Regions from separate parts of the Anser cygnoides genome. Here region 1 is linked to region 2. Evidence: chromatin contacts called from public Hi-C data. All regions are on one chromosome and are shown on one strand. Each heading gives the region's core, a stretch centred on a gene start, on an enhancer-like site or on the middle of the called end of the contact. The rest is flanking DNA. Distances are from core to core; before and after follow the strand shown. Region 1 holds the start of RAB1A (RAB1A, member RAS oncogene family). Region 2 overlaps SLC1A4 (solute carrier family 1 member 4).

The links. A called contact is a pair of places that touch in the nucleus more often than the background predicts.
Region 1: a contact with region 2 is called in a Hi-C map of liver, with 17 times the contacts expected there. The contact joins the promoter of RAB1A here to the enhancer-like site in region 2. A contact is called at or near these places in 2 of 7 Hi-C or Micro-C datasets (both in liver).

Annotation. Positions count from the first base shown.
Region 1 is chr3:847,094-850,886 of Taihu_goose_T2T_genome, reverse strand. RAB1A (RAB1A, member RAS oncogene family) reads left to right here and starts at 1,977. Exons shown (of 6, transcript XM_048060753.2): 1 at 1,977-2,232. The coding sequence starts at 2,210.
Region 2 is chr3:803,502-807,138 of Taihu_goose_T2T_genome, reverse strand. It overlaps SLC1A4 (solute carrier family 1 member 4), which reads right to left. Exons shown (of 8, transcript XM_048060750.2): 8 at 1-3,108. The coding sequence ends at 2,874. Among named protein-coding and RNA genes, the nearest start is that of CEP68, 8.8 kb to the left of the region's middle. Within about 2 kb of position 1,743, at least 2 of the 3 cell types and tissues checked have open chromatin away from gene starts, as enhancers often do. A contact at or near this core is called in liver, where this site is marked.

The DNA of each region.
Region 1 (3,793 bases), core at 728-3,227, 44 kb before region 2:
AAAAAAAAAGAAAAAAAAAAAGAAAAAAAAAGAATAAGGTATTGGGGTGGTTGAAGCTTTTTGTTTCATTGGAGAAAAGTCAAGGCACAAATGTTAAAAATGTCCCTGCAAAAATGACTTCTGTATCAGCAGAGAGTGATGTTCTGTCTGCTAAATGAAGTTTGTCATCTGGGATATTCCTACAGATCTGGTCACCTTACACAGAGCATCTCAAGAACTACACTGTATGGGAGAGAAAAGAGAGTTTCAAAGGATTCACTGGATTTCTGATGGCAAGCATCACACAAAAAAGGGTATGGTTTCACAAATACACCAAGGAATAGGGAAAGGGAAGTAAGAGTCTTCAGTGACAGCCACCACAAAAGCAGCACATACAGTAATTTATGTGGTAGATTTACACGTAGATCATTACCTAACAAGCAACACAAAAAGCAAAGGACAACCATTTTTTTAACCAATGTTTAATATTTTAATTTATAGTTCACACAGTATGTTGACTTCTTTTAAGGAAATGAATGTAACCACTAAAAACACGAAGATATGTGGAGCGCGAGTAGCTTTTCACTGTCTTATTGTGGGGGAAAAAAAAGGATAAGACTATGCAATTTCAGTTCCTCTGGGGATTCAGCTCTGTCGCTGCCCAATTGCAAGACTCCTGTTCACATCGGTTATTTTGGTAACCCCTTGTACTTGCATGGCTGGTGACTTGCAGCTTGGTGGAAGTCAGTTTGTGAACAGATTAATATCTGGATTGCTGCAGTAACACTTTTCAGCTTGCCACGTGAAGATGACATAAGCACTACACACACTTCTTTGCCTGCCTAGGATGTTTCGGTGACGTGGTAGTCTTCTTGCGGACTCTTTCTCCCATCCTTTGAGCCGGCTGGAAGATAAACTTTGGTCAATATGTTACACTATGCCCTTTGTAATGAAATAACATCAGATAATATGTGTTTAGTGGGGATTTAAATTCCTGAGCTGATTACCAGGAGCTGTTAAGACGTGTAAGGTTTAGCAGTCCCCTGTGTACGATTCTAGAACGACGACGTACAGTATTTCAGTGACGTGCTCCTTCTGATGGCGTTTGAAAGGGCAGGACTTTGTTAGGAATACACTTGAAAGCGTAAGCAACCGAAAATACCAGTGACACAACTTGATGGTTAGTAGGAATTTAAGTGAAAACTAGAAAACTAAGCTCCTAAATTCTGAGTTCTTCTAGGTTTAATGAGACTTTTGCTTGGAGGTATCAGGAGTATGACAGGGTCGCCATCCCTTTGCTTCCTAGGAGGAAAACGAGTGTAGTAGTGTTTAATGCACCCGAAGGACGGTATGTGACTGAATAATGCTTGGAAACCGCTTTAGATAACAGATGTAATGGTTGTTGTGTGGAAAGGGACTGATCCTTATTACTGGGGGGGGCGCAGAGTATGATTTCATGAGGTGATTTCATGAGGTGATTTCGTGAGGTGATGTCATTTTTTTTTTTAATTTATTTCGGCGTGCAGGCAGCTGGCCCCGCCAGGCACGGCACAGCCGGGCCGGCAGCGAGGCCTTGCGGGCTCCGCGCCCCTCAGAGCCGAGTCCCCAGGCCCAGGCCGCGGCCGTGCCCGGGCCCGGCCGGGTGGGGAGGGCGCTGGCCCCGCCCCTCGGCGCTTAAGCCCCGCCCCCTCCGCCCGCCCCGCGACTCGCCCGGGCTGCCACGTCTGCCCGCTGACGTCACCCCCGGCCGGCCCCTCCCCGGCCAATCCGCTGCGCCCACTGCCGCGCCGAGCCGACGGGGCCGAGGGAAGAAAGGCCGGCCGACGCGCATGCGCCGCCGCCGCCGCGGGGGCCGCCGGGAGAGCGAGTCCCGCAGAGCGGGGCGCGGCCGGCCGCGGGCGCGGGGCGGCGGGCGTGGCGCGGACTCGGTTTCCCGGCATGCCCCGCCGCCTCCCCCCGGCCATGTAAGCGCTGCTGGTCGAGCGGCCGCCCCGTTTCCTGGTCGGGCAGCGGCGGCCATTTTGGGCTGAGGAGCGAGCGCGGAGGCCGCGGAGCGGAGCGGGGCCGGGCGGAGGGGGCAGGCCGGGCCGAGCCGAGCCGGGCGCAGGCGGCAGCCCTCGCACCCCCTGCATCCGCGGAGCGCCCGCCTGGGCGGCGGCAGGTGCCAGGCCGCCAGCGCCCTCCCCTCGCAGCGCCCTACGCCGTCCCTCGGGCCGCGGGCCCCACGGACATGTCCAGCATGAACCCCGAGTAGTGAGTGCGGGGCGGGGGGGGTAAGGGCGACGGGGCCGGGGGGCTGGGGGGCACAGCGGAGCCGGGGGGAGGCCCCCCGGGCCTTGGCGGTGGGGAGAGCCCCCGGGTGCCCCCCCCGGTGCCGCCCTCCTGGGGGGGACCCGAAGGGTGTGGGCGCCTCGCCCTGCCCCGGGGCTGCCCCCCCGGTGAGCCCCGCCTGGGGGGAGCGGCGGGGGGGGGCAGCCGGGAGAAACAGCCCCTCTCCGCGGGGGCTGCGCGCCCCGGCCCGCTGGCAGGCTGGGCAGGCGGAGGTCCGCCCTGCCCCGCTCCGGCTGCGAGTCATGTGTGTGTCACATGGCGCTTGCAAAACACTCGGGGCCTCCGTGGGTTTTGCAACGCTCCGGCTGGGTCATGGAGCAAGTGATCTTCGGGGTTGGCCTCAGCCGAAACAGGAGCTGCCTGGAGAGCCTGGTGATGGCGCGGGGCTGTGGTTTTCTCTGGAGGGTCGTGGTGCGAGGGTGGCCTTGTCCTCGGCAGTGGGGATGGCTGAGGGCTCTGGGCAGTGGTTGTCCGGGGCCTGGCAGCAGTAAGAGCAGCGGCATGCCCACCAGGGTGTTGGGGACACCAAACCTCAGCTCCCTCATCTTTTTTTTGAGGGACTCGGGATTCATTTAAATCACGCTTTAAAGCCAGCCACTTTACTGTCACTACTTCAGTGCCAAAGAGTGGTTTTAGGATTCTTTCATCTGTGCTGGCACTCCGGTTTGGGATGACAAAGCTGCCGTGCCCTCTAATGCAACTGAAGTGGTTTTGCTCTTGAGCCCCATGTGTGGTATGACATTACTGCTCTAGATCCCACCATCACTTTATGGGTGACACTCAACCAACTTTTGTCCTCAGACCTTGTCTTCCCACGCAGCTGTGGCTGCTGGTGTGCATGGTCACGGCTTTTATGCTCCCTGTGTATGGCAGTGTGACTGCAGGCACTCTGTGCCCATTAAATTCACCTGGAGAGTGAGCAGGAATAGAAGGCGAAGTAATCATCAGCTAGCTCCAGATAGTTGCTGAAAACTGAGAGGTTCAGCCAGGAACTCAAGTTACATCTTGGCAAGATTACATAACAGGTTTGCTGGTATGGCTTCTGGAAGCACTAAAACAGTAGCTGGATGTAACCAGTGGATAAACAACAATTTGTTGGTTGGTGCCTTCGTGGTTGTAAAGGCTCTCAGGGTTAAATTCGACTTCATCTCGCAGACAGGTGGGGTTTGGCGCTGGAAGGCTGCCTGTGAAGCGTTAGGCCCTTCTGGGTGGAAGCAAGTGGAAGGGGCTCTTCCCCCACAGATTAGTTCTGGCCTTTACTGAAGCCTCCCAGCTTTTTAGTAAGAGCTGACTGAGAGCATAGCTTCCTGCAGTCAGGTAACAAATGCTGCTATGAAGGTGAAAAAGCATTTTGTGGGAGCCTCGTTCTCAGTGGAGTGTGTTCGTCCTGGAGGTGGGGACTGGACTCTTAAAATGAAGAGGGAAGACTAGTTTAAGATTAATTTGGAATAGTAAATTGTTACTTTTGGCAGGGTCGTGTCTG
Region 2 (3,637 bases), core at 494-2,993:
GAAAATACTAAGACAACTCTGAGATAATTGGCATTAATTTAATCATTTTCTGGGATCTACTGCCAGAAAGAATGCCCCACAGCCTACATCATGCTGCTTAGAGGAACAGGGTACAGTCAAGCAGCACCACAGGGAAGGAAGATCAATAAAGCAGTGGCTAGGTGTTGTCTGTGAGGAAGCCCAGCCTTCACTCACCCCTAGAGTACTTTCATCTGTTGGCAACATTAGCTCTGGGGGGAAAAATCAAAACTGAGCAACTTCCTATTCTCAAATGTTGCTGTGACGCTTCACAGGAATTACCGTTTGGGTGCTGCCTGGTCTCATGTCTTCAGCTGAGCTGAATGTGTCATGGTGAGTGAGAGCATCAAAGGAGCTAAATGTCTGATGGGAGATAGAAATGCATCTACAGAACCCAGCCTGCAGGGAACAGTTTTGATTTCCAGTTCTCCTGAAGTATCCATATACTGTTTTAAAATCAAAATATTTGCAGTTCTGGTGCATTCACATTTTTCCATGAAACATTTAGACTTGTTAAAAAAAGGGGGGGGGGGTAGAGAACCATTTTTTCAAACCTCAAACATTTTTCAAAACGCTTCTTATTTGTTGACTTTCATTGTCAGCTACAAAGCACAGTTTTGGTTTCCTGAGTTGAAAGGAATTGGGATGATTCTAACGGGAGGAAATGCAAAGTTTCAGCAGGTCTTGATCTGCCAAAAATGAAATAATAAATATTGGCCAAAGGATGTCCCTAGAGAATTGTATTTGTCTTCTTCCATTTTTAAATTGAGCCAACGATTGATCCGATTTTGTGGACATGGCTATAAATAAGCCGGTTAAAAACAAACTTCACCTGTAGTTTCACAGTGGGCTGACTAATCCTTTCTTACTTTGTTTGCATAGTGCTGCAGCACACAATTAAACAGCCAGTCATGACGCACTCACTGTGTTCTCCCTCAGAGGTGGCCACATCTCATTCTGAGCGTCTTTTTGCAAAATTCATTGTGTCCCTTTACCAGGAAAGATGCTTTGCAAATGAAGGCTGCTGCTGCTATAAAATTGGAGCTGCCTCTTCCTAGTGCCGTGAACATAAACATCAGCAACTGGATATCTTTCCAAGATAGCTTCCTCTGAAGCAAGAGAGGAGAAAGAAAAGGGGAGACTTATCATTATTGTACATCAAAGCTAAGTGTAAATATATATTACTGAGTTAACAGTGTGGAGGACTGACCACATGCACTCATCTCGCTAAAGCAGCCAAAGGAAAGTGTCACAAGTCCAGGCAAATCTTGGCGTATGCACAGCTATCATTTTGTAACTACTTGCTGTCCAAAATGCCAAGAGAAATCAACAGGACTTTTGCAATGTTTGCCGGACTTTGATCAGGTTTGGGGTGCAAAATCAGGAAGTTTGTGGTAAAGGAAAAAAGGTGGAGTCAGAATCCAGAAGCATCTGGATCAGCTTCAAGCAAAGTTTACCATCTGCCATTAAGCATTACCCCAGCCCAGCACCACCCAGAAGTAAATGTAAGCTGCTGCTGGAAGTACATTTGTAGCAGGACCAAACTCCTAGCAGGATCAGGTATACAACTGTCCTAACGCCCAGAGATCACTGAACGTTTGTAACAGGACCAAATTCCCAACAGGAAAAGGGATACAACTGTCCCAACATTCAGAGATCACTGAACATTTGTAACAGGACCAAATTCCTAGCAGGAACAGGTATGCAACTGTTCCAGAGATCACTGAGGTTAGAAACTCACCTCCTTTCTTCCCCTTTCAAGCCAACAATCAGACCTGCCTGTCGTCAGTTCCCACATGTGTTCAGATTTTTTTCTCCCCTGTTCAATTTTGCCGGAAAAGGGATATGGCTTAATTTGTTTGGACTGACCCACTAAACAAACATGAGCAGGACATGGAGTGCTAGCAAAGGTGCATGTGTGTATTCATGAAGGGAACTGACTTCTTGCTTTCTTGATGTCACAGGCAAGCCTCTTTTAGACATATTTATGCTGGAACAGACTCCACATTTTTTAAGCCCCAGAGGGATTACTTTAACAAAATTTGTGCTTCCTCTGGACTTTTTTCTCAACAACTTGCTAAGAGGGGAGGAGAAAACCAGTTCCTGATCTGCTCTAAGATATCCTTCGTTTGGTTCCAAAGTTTGGGATTTACTCACCAAAAGGCAAGAAAGCTGCTACGAGCTGCAATGCAGCGGGGGAATGGAACAAGGTTTGGACCCCTGTGATTAATTCAGATATGACACTTAAAAAAAAAAAAAACAACTACTTTCCAGGTTCTATTTGATGTTTTCAAGTGACTGGAGAACAGGAGAGGAAGCGGAGTGGGAGAAAAATGTTGCTTCATATTGTGTGTATAATTGACAGTAACTGTTTCCAGGCAAGAAACTAAATTAAAGCAACATTCTCACCCACTCTGGAGTTTCTAAACTGTATCTCCATTTGAACAGCAGCACAATAAGCTTACTAATTTCTCCCTACGATAAGCATTTACTGGGATTTGTCTACTTCCCCACCTCCAACTCATAAGGGCCTTTACTAACAGATCTCTTGTAAAAACAGAAGTCTCAAATGGCATTGCTTTCCCCTACATGTATATGTGTGTGTACATGCAACACATATATACATGTATACATGGGAATTATCAAAACACTATCATAAAGCCAGCGTTCTTTCTCGCTGCCCCTTCTCTTCCCAACCCACCTCCCTCCCCTTCCTGTGGTCAGCAAATTTGAAAACAGACTGGAACTTAAAACTTTCAAGAGCCATCCAGCCCTTGTTAGCACTGCAAACGTCTAGGTGCGTTAACAAGTCCCCGGTCCACTTCTAGGACGCGTGTTAACAAACGGCCTCTAGTTCACAATACTGATTCCTTGGATTCAGGGTCTGCTGTACTGGTTGCGTTGGAGACTTGGTTTTTGTGGGTTACCAAAGGCGACGTCTCCTCTTCAGACTTGCTGTTAGCAACTGCTTCTACGCTGACTTCTTTTAGCTCCTGCTCTTTATCTTTCTTGTCTTTTTCATTCAGGTAATTGAGGATACCTGCTCCTAGGGCGTCCCCTTCCACATTCACAACTGTGGTGGTTCGGTCCCTGGTTAAGATTAAAAACAAGAAAACAAAGCAGTGGCCTTTTAGTTTAAGAGAGTTACAACACCGTAAGGAGAGCCAAATTCATCTCCCCAGATCCACTAACATTAATGGAGCTACAGATGGAAGATGTTGTTACTGAAGGTATTTTCCACAGAAATATTATCACCATTTCAGAACTAAAAATGTGCACCAGAGAGAGTTCAAGGCAGGCCCAACTGTTACTATCAATTAGTTCTGGTCTCTCAGCAGGTCACAGCAACGCTACTGCTGTTTCTCAGAGGTCCTTCTTTTTCCAGACCACCCCCCTCCCCTTCCCCAGGCCAGCAGATTTCCAGTGCAAGTTCAGAGCAGGAACTTGATTTAGGCTTATTCAGAAAGTGATTCAGAGCACTCAATTCTCTGTTTTTAACCATAGAAAAACTAGTATCTTAGCCCAAACATGTACATAAGGCGTCCTTCCAAAAGCAAGCAGAATGACTGGGTTCTCTAGATTTCTTGTTAGCAGCACCCATCCTAACCATCAGTCCTAC